Linked DNA regions of Mus musculus: region 1 is linked to region 2. The links are chromatin contacts, called in public Hi-C maps. All regions are on one chromosome and are shown on one strand. Each heading gives the region's core, a stretch centred on a gene start, on an enhancer-like site or on the middle of the called end of the contact. The rest is flanking DNA. Distances are from core to core; before and after follow the strand shown. Region 1 overlaps Gm38832 (a long non-coding RNA gene). Region 2 overlaps 9130221F21Rik (RIKEN cDNA 9130221F21 gene).

Region 1 (4,511 bases), core at 1,192-3,691, 140 kb before region 2:
CACCCAGTCTGTATCTTACAATTTTTCTGCCTCCTCTTTCAAAGGATTCTCTTGAGTCCCGAGGGAAAGGAATTCATGCAGGCATCCCATTTAGGACTGAGTGCTCCAAGATCTCTCACTCTCTGTCCGTTGTCCAGCTGTGTGTCTCAGTATGTTTCCAGCCACTGCAGGAGGAAGCCTCTGTGTTAATGTGTTAAGCTTAAGACATCGATCTATGACTAGAGCAGAATGTTGTTAGGAGTAACACTTTATTAGTTCATTCCTTTAGCAGAGCAGGAGTATTCGATTTTTCCCTAGGTCCCTGGCCTATCTTGTCTCTGGTTCTTGACCATCAGAACACTATCAGGGATATAGTTCATCTCATGGAGTGGGCCTTTACTCAAATCAGATATTGGCTGGTTACGCCCACAAGCTTTGTGCCACTATTGCCCTAGCACATCTTACAAGCAGGTCATTATTGTAGATTCAAGGACTTTGTAGCTTGATGGGTAGTTACCTTTCTCCTTCGGTAGTGTGCTGAGCACCCTCAAGTATCCAGAACAGTAGTCTATAGGGTGATGGCTGTATGTAGGCATCAACTCTACTTCTCTGTGTTCAGTGAGTTGTGTGGTTGTTGTCTCCAGGAATAGGGCTTTACTATCAGTTTAAGGACAACAGCCAAAAGCTTTGGCAACAGCCTGGGTTGGTTGGGAGTTCCAATGGGATGCCTTTGGCCAACGACTCAATTAGATATAACCCATTACCAGCACAAGAAGCTCATTTGGTGACCAGAAATGTCCAGTTGGGGTTCCATCTCCCATTATTTGATCATTTCATTTAGATTTAGGACACTTCTATTGTGTTAGTTTCCCCATGACCCCTCAAATGGCTCTTAGTGCTATCAGTCTCTTCCCATATTCTTTCCCTTACTTCTTCTTTCCTCCTGTCCCCATTTTATCCTCCTGTTCCTGCCTCCCCTGTCCACTTATACTTACCTGTTTTATTTCTCCTTCCTAGGGACATCCCTCCCTCCCTCCCTGCTAGTCCCTTACTCTCTGCCAAACCTCTGTGGTTATCTGGATGGTAGCCTGCTTATTAAAGACTCAACAGCTAACATCACAAATAAACAAGCGTATGCCAAAGTTGTCTTTCTAGGTCTAGGTTACTTCATTCAGGATGATGTTTTTATTTCCTAATTTCATGACTTTATTTCTCTAATGGCTGAATGCATTCCATTATGTAAACTTATCACATTTAAAAATATATATTCATCCATTGGTGGACATCCAGGCTGTTTCCAATTTCTGGTTATTATGAATAGAGCAGCAATGAACATGGTTGAGCAAGTAATGTATAGTATAGTACCGTATAGTATGATATAGAATAGTACCGTATAGTATGGTATAGAATAGTATGGTATGGTAGCATGAAGTAGCCTTTAGGTAGATGTCCAAGAGTGGTATAGTTGGATCTTAGGTAGATCAGTCCCCATCTCCCTGAGGGTCACCACACTGATTTCCATAGTAGCTGTGCAAGTGTGCACTCCCACCAGCAGTGGAGGACTGACCCCTCCCTCCATGTCCTCACCAGCATCTGCTGTCACTTGTTTTATTGAACTTGATCATTGTGACTGGTATAAGATGAAATTTCAAAGTTGATTTGCATTTCTCTGATGACTAACAATACTGAACATTAAAGTACTTCTCAGCCATTTGTATTTCCTCTTTTGAGAATTTTCTGCTCATATATGTACCCCATTTTTAATTGGGTTGCTTGTTTTCTTGATGTCCAGTTTTTTCATTCTTTATACATTTTAGAGATATTAGCACTCTATTGTTGGTAAAAAAAAAATCTTTTCCCATTCTGTAGTCTATTACTTTGTCTGAGTTATGATGTCCCCTGCCACACAGTAGCTTTTCATGAGGTTCTATTTGTGAATTATGTTCTCAGTGTCTATGCTAATGGTGTTCAGTTCAGAATGTCTTCTTCTGTGTCAATGAGTTCAAAACTATTTTCTACTTTTTCTTCTATCAGGTTCAGTGTATCTGATTTTATGTTGAGGTCTTTGCTTCATATGGAGTTTGGGCAGTGTTGTAAATATAGATCTATGTGGATTCTTCTACGTGCAGACAGCCAGTTTGACCAGTACCATTTGTTGAAGAAGCTGGGCTTTTTGTTTGTTTGTTTGTTTGGGCTTTTTTGTTTTGTTTTCCTCCCAGTGTGTGGTTTGACCCATGGGAATTGATGTTCTTCCAGAAAGAGATGACAGAGAAACAAAGATCGGGGACAAAGGCATGAGAGGGGAAGAGGAGCCTCTAGCTAGGACATCAGATAGGAAATGCGCAGACGGAGCGGGAAGGTTCTGTGTGTGCTCCAGCTGCTGGAACCCTGCAACAGTCAGTCAGGGCTGGAAGCTCGGCACTAAGAACAGTACACACGGCTTCACGACACTAGGTGGCGCTGCGTACCGGCTCATGAGTAATAGTCACTGGTTTTCTTTTCAAAAGCGAAGTCCCAGTGAACAGGCTCTGCTGAGTGGAGAAACTGCCAGAGGGGCTGTGACTGGCTCCCGCGCACACCAGTGCTGATGCAAAGTTAGGCTCCTAACTCCTGTTCTTGGCTTTCAAAGAATCTAGATAAATGGCTAGCAGAATCCTGAGTCAGAAGGCAGCCTGAAGGATGCTGAGGCCCAGACCGCCAGCCCCAATCGGTTTTCAGTGTGGCCCAACAAGAAGTCAGATTTCTTGCATCCCCCTTCCCAGGACACTCAACGCCCAGGTCCCCATGGCTTCTTCTATCCGCAGTCACATTGTTGGTTTTTAACGATGGGTCAAGGGAATCTTCCACTAGTATTCCCCTGGGAGTCCAACTGCCTTTTGCCCTGACAATGATCTCAGTTTGGCCTGCAAAGTTTCAGCTGAGGTCATGCCTGAGCCTACATTTGTCAGTTTGGTTTGGTAAGATAAAGTGAGCCATGCCATGCTGTGCTTTGAGAAAGTATATCCTGTTGTGAGTTGACAGTGTGTGTCACTTCCTTCCCTCAGCAAGCTCACTCTGTCTGCACTGAGTTCCAGCCTCTTGCCTCCTGCCTCCTGTTGATCACCCCCTGGCCTGGGCTCAGACTTGCTGAAAATGGCGTTTTGTCCCATGGTTAATAGCTTTGATGTCTGAAGCTACTGCTGGCTTCCAGCCATAAGGCCTGACCCTGCGTCCAAAAGCTTTTATTAAAAGAAGAAATGGGATGGGAAAAAAACTGGTAGTGTGCTTGCTCTTTGAGTGTGAGGCTGGGAGTTCAGATCCCAGAACCCATGTAAATGCCAGATGGGCAATCCCAGCGTTGGGAAGGCAGACAGGGGTGCCCAGAGCAAGCCTGAAAGCTAGACTAACCAGTATTGGTGAGTTCTGGGGTCAACTGGGAGATGCTAACTCAGTGAGTTAAGTGATTAACTCGGAGATCAAGTGAGACTTAATGTCAATCTCAGGTGCACAAGTGTGCACACATGTACCAGCACACACACACGTACACACACACATACACACATACACACACACACACACACACACACACACACACACCCCAATCTACCTTAAACCTGCTTACTGCAGCTTTACATGTGAGTGTGTATGAGAGAGAGAGAGAGGGAGAGGGAGAGGGAGAGAGAAAGAGACAGAGACAGAGATAGAGGGGGACAATGCAGGAAGGATACAATGCATAGGCAGGTAGTTTTTCCTCTAAAGTCAGAGTTCCTGTGGGTGGCCCATCTTTCCTCCAGCATGGAATTTTCCTAGAGGAACCCTGATGCCGACGTCCTCATTACACTACCTTTGCTTAATTACGTTCCCCCTTCTAGATGGAAACTCTGGTACAAAGGGTCTGAGCCGGTGTTTTTGCCGCCTAGGGATTTGGCTGGCAGAGGACTGCAGGCACTGATGGTGGTTATTCTAATGGAGCAGGGCCGTATTTTTGAGAGCCCTACTGGGCACTAGGATACAGTCATGAGTACCTTCTGGAACTGTGTTTTGTTTGCACAAAATGGCATTAGCAGTGGAACGGCCTGTCAGGAGAGTCAGCCGGAGCCACAGAGATGGGTACCCTGGGGAGGGGCCTCCACTCGGTGTCAGGGCCACAGTCCCAGACCTGGAGGATTTAGTGTGTGTGTGAAAATGAAGCCATCATCAGTTCAATTTCAGTTCCCAGTTTTGGAAAACTTGAGGGTGCATTTTCCATGACGGATCACCTAGGGCCTTTATTCTACCTCAGTCAGAGCAAAGCCAAGTAGGGAAAAATGGACTCTTGAGTCAGCTGATGCTACATGGAAGGCCCTGCAAGGCGCAGGATGGTGATTCCTTAGATATGCTGACTTTGCATTGTGGCTTCTAGGACTAGTATTTAAACAAAACAAAACAAAACAAAACAAAACAAACATTTTTTCTCTCTCTCTCTTTGCTTACAATCATTTCCATCAATGCATGCTGGTGGAAGGTTTTGACTGCATGGTGGAGTAGCTTTTAAGCTACTGGGATGTTAATTT
Region 2 (5,112 bases), core at 770-3,269:
TTAAGTCCGTCATGCCTGGAACAGATCTTTGTTTTAAACAGATCTGGCCAGCTTGGTGGAGAGGGGGATGGCCGTGGAGTTAGGGAGACCTGTAAAGTGCTTGTTATCTAGGAAGACCCTACTCAGACACATTGCTCCTGGACATAAGAGGACTCAGGTATGGTGAGATACAGCAACATGCCTGGACCACTAAATCTCTGCCTGCCTCAGTTGACCCTACAATGTCTCCCTATTGGTTAAGAGAGGTCTGTACATTTCCACATGGGAAATGATCATATCATGTGACCCTGAGCTTGGGTATAAGACCACGGGAGAGTTGAACGAGCTATCTGCTGGCTTATCACCCTCTTCTAAGGAAAAAGCCTTCCCAGGAGGCAGTTCCTGGGAAGATCTGGAGTTTCCTACTGCAGCAGGGAGAGGCAGAGACTCTCACCCTTTACCACGATGCAAGAGAGGACTGTTAGTTAAGCCAAAGTGTCAGCCTTATCCTGGAATGTGCACCTGTCCCGCCCCATCAGGAGAAAGCCACAAGTGACAACCACAGGACGTTGAAGGGGAGAACGGTGAATGGGATTTTTTTGCTTTGTTTTAGACTCCCAATGCATGATAGCTTCTTCAAGGTCCCAAGAAATTGTGCTGGTTGCAAAAAGTCCAAGAAAATGTTGCTAAGTCAGAGGAAGGAAAGAGGAAGAGGAAGGAAGAGTGTTCCATTCTTCAAGAACCATCCTCCATTGTCATCCTAATCACAATGTCCCCTTAACCTTGCCCCCAGGAGTCTCAAACTCACCTGTCCTGACCTAAAAAGCTCCTGGCGAATGAGCCTGGAGCATTTTGCCTTTTTGTGGCTTTTCAACCCTGATCTGATGTTTCTTCCCTCCTGGAGGCCCTCTCCACAGTGTGGAGCCCATGCCACACCACAGTCAATCTCCCCTTCCCGTCACTCAGGTCACCTCTGGGGACTGTGTAACAACCAGTCCCTGCTGGTGACCCAGAGCAGCACTACAGTATCTGATCGGACAGCTGTTCAAGTGTGGCTGTTAGTCTAAGCCTGTGGCTGTGTGTCCTATCTCCGGTGTCTTTGATTTGTTTTGTTCCCATGCACAAAGGACAGTCAGGCAGATAGGACCTGCCTTGCTCTGGAGTATTCTCTCCTCAGCGTATTCTGAGTGGCTATGATGGCCTTGGAGAACTGCAAGTTGATGCTCTAACCCCTAATGCTCCCGAATCAGAAAGCCTTTGAGTGCGGGCATGATGCTATAAGTAGGAAGTTCTACCATTGACCTCGTGTTCACCTCTGGAAGTCACAGTCAAATGTGGGCCCATTTAAACCATTTTACAAGGGCTGGCATGATGCTCGGTGGGTAAAGGTGCTTCTGCCAAGTCTGATGAGCTGAGTTTGACCCCTGGGAAGCATATGGTGAGAGAAGAGAACCTACTCCTGAGAGCTGACCTCTGACCCCCACCCATGGATGCCCACACACTTAAACGTATATAAAATAAATTAATTGATATAATTCTTTAAAATATTCTATTAAATTATTTATAGGCTAAACTGTATACAAATGTGTAAAAAACATAAACGAATTTCATATTTTGATTTAGTTTGTGTTTTAAATTAGGCCCTGTTAAACAAGATATCTCACTATACGTATACAAGTATTCTCAAGTCCAAAATATTTCAGCTTGTTCTTTGAGATAGGATATCACTATGTAGCTCTTGCTAGCCTGGAGCTTACTACATAGAGCAGGCTGACCCTGAACTCATAAGAGGTACATCAGCCTTTGCGGCTAAGTGCTGAGACTAAGGTATACAATACCACATTTGACTAGCATTTTGGATCAGGATACTAGCTAGTGTTTTCTCCAGAGTCCTTGCCTCACATTAGGAGGAGCCTACAGCTAGGGTTCAGGGGTCAAGAGGTAGAGTGTAGCCATTTGGTCAGCTCTGAGGGCAGATCTGGTTGAGTCCCTGAACAGGAGGAGTAGCTAATAAGGGGAAGATGGGTGTCTCCTACTTGCTTTCTCACTTCCTCTATTCCTTCCCTATCCCATGACCCTCACTTCTGGTTATCTCATTCCTGGTCCATGCACTGCTCTGGAATTTCCTGCCTAACACATCACTTCTTCCTCTGCTTCAGACAAGGAACTTCAGGTGTCTGTGGTAGCCTCATTATGGATTCCCAAAAGCAAATCCCAATCTAAGGATCTACAAAGTAGCCAGAGGTCTTTGCCTCTTCTTTCTTCCGTCCGTCCGTCCCTCCCTCCCTTCCTTCCTTCCTTCCTTCCTTCCTTCCTTCCTTCCTTCCTTCCTTCCTTCCTCTCTTTCTTCCTTTCTTCCTTTCCTTTTTTTCTTTTCTTTCTTTTTCTGTGCTTGGCACTCTTTTTTTTCAGACATTTTTGTTTTATTCTATGGATATGAATTACCTTTTGTGATCCCTTCTTTTAACCATTATTATAGGATCAGGCTAATAGAAGCACATACCTTTGGTTTTTTTTTCCTGCTTATATGGTGCTATAGTTTGCATTTAGCTTGTGCACTGTGAAACTCTAATAAGAATATAATGTCCCTGTGATTATCTAAAATAAAACCCTGGTCTAAATATGTTACTTAGAAGTGGGGCCCTTGGGTTGTGATTAGGATTAGAAAATGTTATCAATATGGAGACACCCCCCCCCATATTGCTGCATGAAAACACAGAGAGAGGAATATAAGGCATGGACACATACTTACTCCTAGTGTATCATCCTGTGATGCCTTGTGCTGTCTCAGGACTCTGCCAGTATGAATCTCATTCTAAGAGCACCCCTCAAACTTGTACCAGAATCATTAAATGCAATGCTACCACCTTCTTTATAATTTACCTAATATATGGCCACTGGTTTTTAGCAACAGGAAATAAACATATATATGGAAAAGTCTTTCATTTGCAGTGAGTACTGAAAGATATCATCACCTAAGCCAAGTTTAGCCTTTGACTATATCACTCACTCCTTTAGACAAGCCATTGTTCCTGCCACATGCTCATTTGTCAAACATTCTACCTTAGTGGATGGATGGTTTCATCTTGCTACACTCAAGATCTTCTCAGGTTTTGAACGCCAACATTTTTACTCCAGTCTGTTGCTTTGTGGATGACTGTGAGTTTATCTTTCCTTGTAAGTACTTTGGACTCCTGGGTGGGCAGGCCTAAGACCTGGAACTTTCAGCCATTACTAGAACAGAAACTTTGGGCTTCTTTCTCTCATTGCGCTTGGTACTCTAAGCCAAGTGGACCATACACTTCCTATCAGGGGCACAGACCATGTGAGCCTCCCCCTCTCCCACAGGTAGATGGGTTATAAGGACACAGACCTGTCGGAGCAAGGCTGTCCCCAAGGCTCTCATTAGAGCCTGTTGGCTATCCTTAGAAAGCAGCATTGGCAGATTCTAAGGATGAAGAAGTTGCTGGAAGAGTCCTGAAGCTTTCCCTATAGCACAGTCAGAGGTGGCTTTGTGCTTCTGGTTCAATGCTTTTTTCTCATAAATGACTGTGTGAGAGTCGTGAGAGAGAACCACAATGTTCTCTCTTGGCACCAAAGCCTTCTCAACAGCTCCCATCTCTCTCTTGGACAGCATTGCGCTCAGATACCACCACCACATTTGTACAGTTTTTACTGGGCTTGACTTAAGGTTAGGAAATCAGAGGCCACCACTACCCATGCTGACCTCCTCAGTCCTAAGGAAGGATGCTGATGAGGCCTGAGGCCTGTGGTGTCTTGGCATAATGCAAACTGGAACAGGGGGTTGGCGGTGGCTGATGTCCTGGCCTTGCTGAGTAGTATAGATGCTCTCTTCCTCTGTGTTTCCTAAGCTCTTGAAATCACCAAATCAAACAATTGTCTCATTCACACACTGGTAAGAACTTGATGTCTGGGGGGTGGGGGTGGGGGTGGGAGAGGGAAATTCTGGCTTTTCAACATAGTTTCAATTTCAACTGCAATTGTAACTCTCACTAGCACCCTAAATTAAATTCTAGGGTTCTTTTGCCCTTTAACAAGGCTCTGGCTTTCCAATCCCCTGGGTGTCAGAATCAGTTTATTCTGTTTAAATGTGAAGGCTTTCCCTGTCTGGCCTTTACCTGGCTGAGATGCAGTGCACAGTGACCGGTACTCCACAGTCTTGTGGCATTCTCACAGCTGGTCCATGGTGTTATTTCTCTTCTCAGCTTTAGGGACAAAGACACTGAGCCTTACGGAATAGTGCCTAGGAATTGTTTGTAAATAGGTATAAGGACCTCAGCCTGATCCCCAGAACTCACATGACAAAGCCTGGCACAGTGGAGCAAACTTGTGATTCCAGTGTCAGGGAGGCAGAGACAGGAACAGCCCTAGGGCTCCCTGGACAGCTGGCCTAGCCTAATCAGAAAGCCCCAGGTTCCAGTATGTAACGTGCTAGACAATGTCACACTGACACATGTAGACATGGCCTGGGTCAGTCTAAGGTCTGGGATCTTTCCAGCACCATCCTTAGCATTGTCAACCTTCCTGTAGGTTCCTAGGTTGTTTGTTTGCTTGCTTGTTTTTACAGTTCTCCTGTGGCCTCAAACATATCTTTCAAATTATTTAATTATTCATAGATTGAACTTAAAATATGGGTCTTCTTTTTTTCTTTTTCTTTCTTTTTCTTTTTTCTTTTTCTTTTTCTTTTTCTCTTTCTTTTTCTCTTTCTTTTTCTTTTTCTCTTTCTCTTTCTCTTTCTTTTTCTCTTTCTCTTTCTTTTTCTTTTTTTTTCTTTTTCTTTTTCTCTTTCTCTTTCTCTTTCTCTTTCTCTTTCTCTTTCTCTTTCTCTTTCTTTTTCTTTTTCTTTTTCTTTTTCTTTTTCTTTTTCTTTTTCTTTTTCTTTTTCTTTTTCTTTTTCTTTTTCTTTCTTTTTCTTTTTCTTTTTCTTTTTCTTTTTCTTTTTCTTTTTCTTTTTCTTTTTCTTTGAGACAGGGTCTCATGATCTAGCTCTGGTTGATCTGGAATTCACTATAGACCAGGCTGGCCTTGAACTCACAGAGAGCTGCCAGTCTCTGTCTCCTGGGTGCTGCGATTAAAAGTGTACACCACAATGCTTGACATGGGTTTTCTTTC

Evidence for each region. Hi-C and Micro-C count contacts between places; a contact is called where the count stands out from the background.
Region 1: a Hi-C map of bone marrow-derived macrophages shows a contact between it and region 2, with 44 read pairs. The contact joins two enhancer-like sites. A contact is called at or near these places in 2 of 39 promoter capture datasets (both in liver), 1 of 15 datasets of contacts at CTCF or cohesin (large pre-B cells), 12 of 484 Hi-C or Micro-C datasets (the AML12 cell line, B cells, the N1E-115 cell line and 7 more), 5 of 115 datasets of contacts at active chromatin or transcription factors (bone marrow-derived dendritic cells, bone marrow-derived macrophages, embryonic stem cells and 1 more) and 1 of 9 other capture datasets (embryonic stem cells).

What each region holds. Positions count from the first base shown.
Region 1 is chr6:72,163,006-72,167,516 of GRCm38.p6, reverse strand. It overlaps Gm38832 (a long non-coding RNA gene), which reads right to left. Exons shown (of 2, transcript XR_869176.3): 2 at 1-164. Among named protein-coding and RNA genes, the nearest start is that of Gm38832, 3.3 kb to the right of the region's middle. Within about 2 kb of position 2,441, at least 42 of the 459 cell types and tissues checked have an H3K27ac peak or open chromatin away from gene starts, as enhancers often do. A contact at or near this core is called in bone marrow-derived macrophages, where this site is marked.
Region 2 is chr6:72,022,583-72,027,694 of GRCm38.p6, reverse strand. The region is part of intron 1 of 9130221F21Rik (RIKEN cDNA 9130221F21 gene); the gene reads left to right. Among named protein-coding and RNA genes, the nearest start is that of 9130221F21Rik, 17 kb to the left of the region's middle. Within about 2 kb of position 2,019, at least 6 of the 459 cell types and tissues checked have an H3K27ac peak or open chromatin away from gene starts, as enhancers often do. A contact at or near this core is called in bone marrow-derived macrophages, where this site is marked.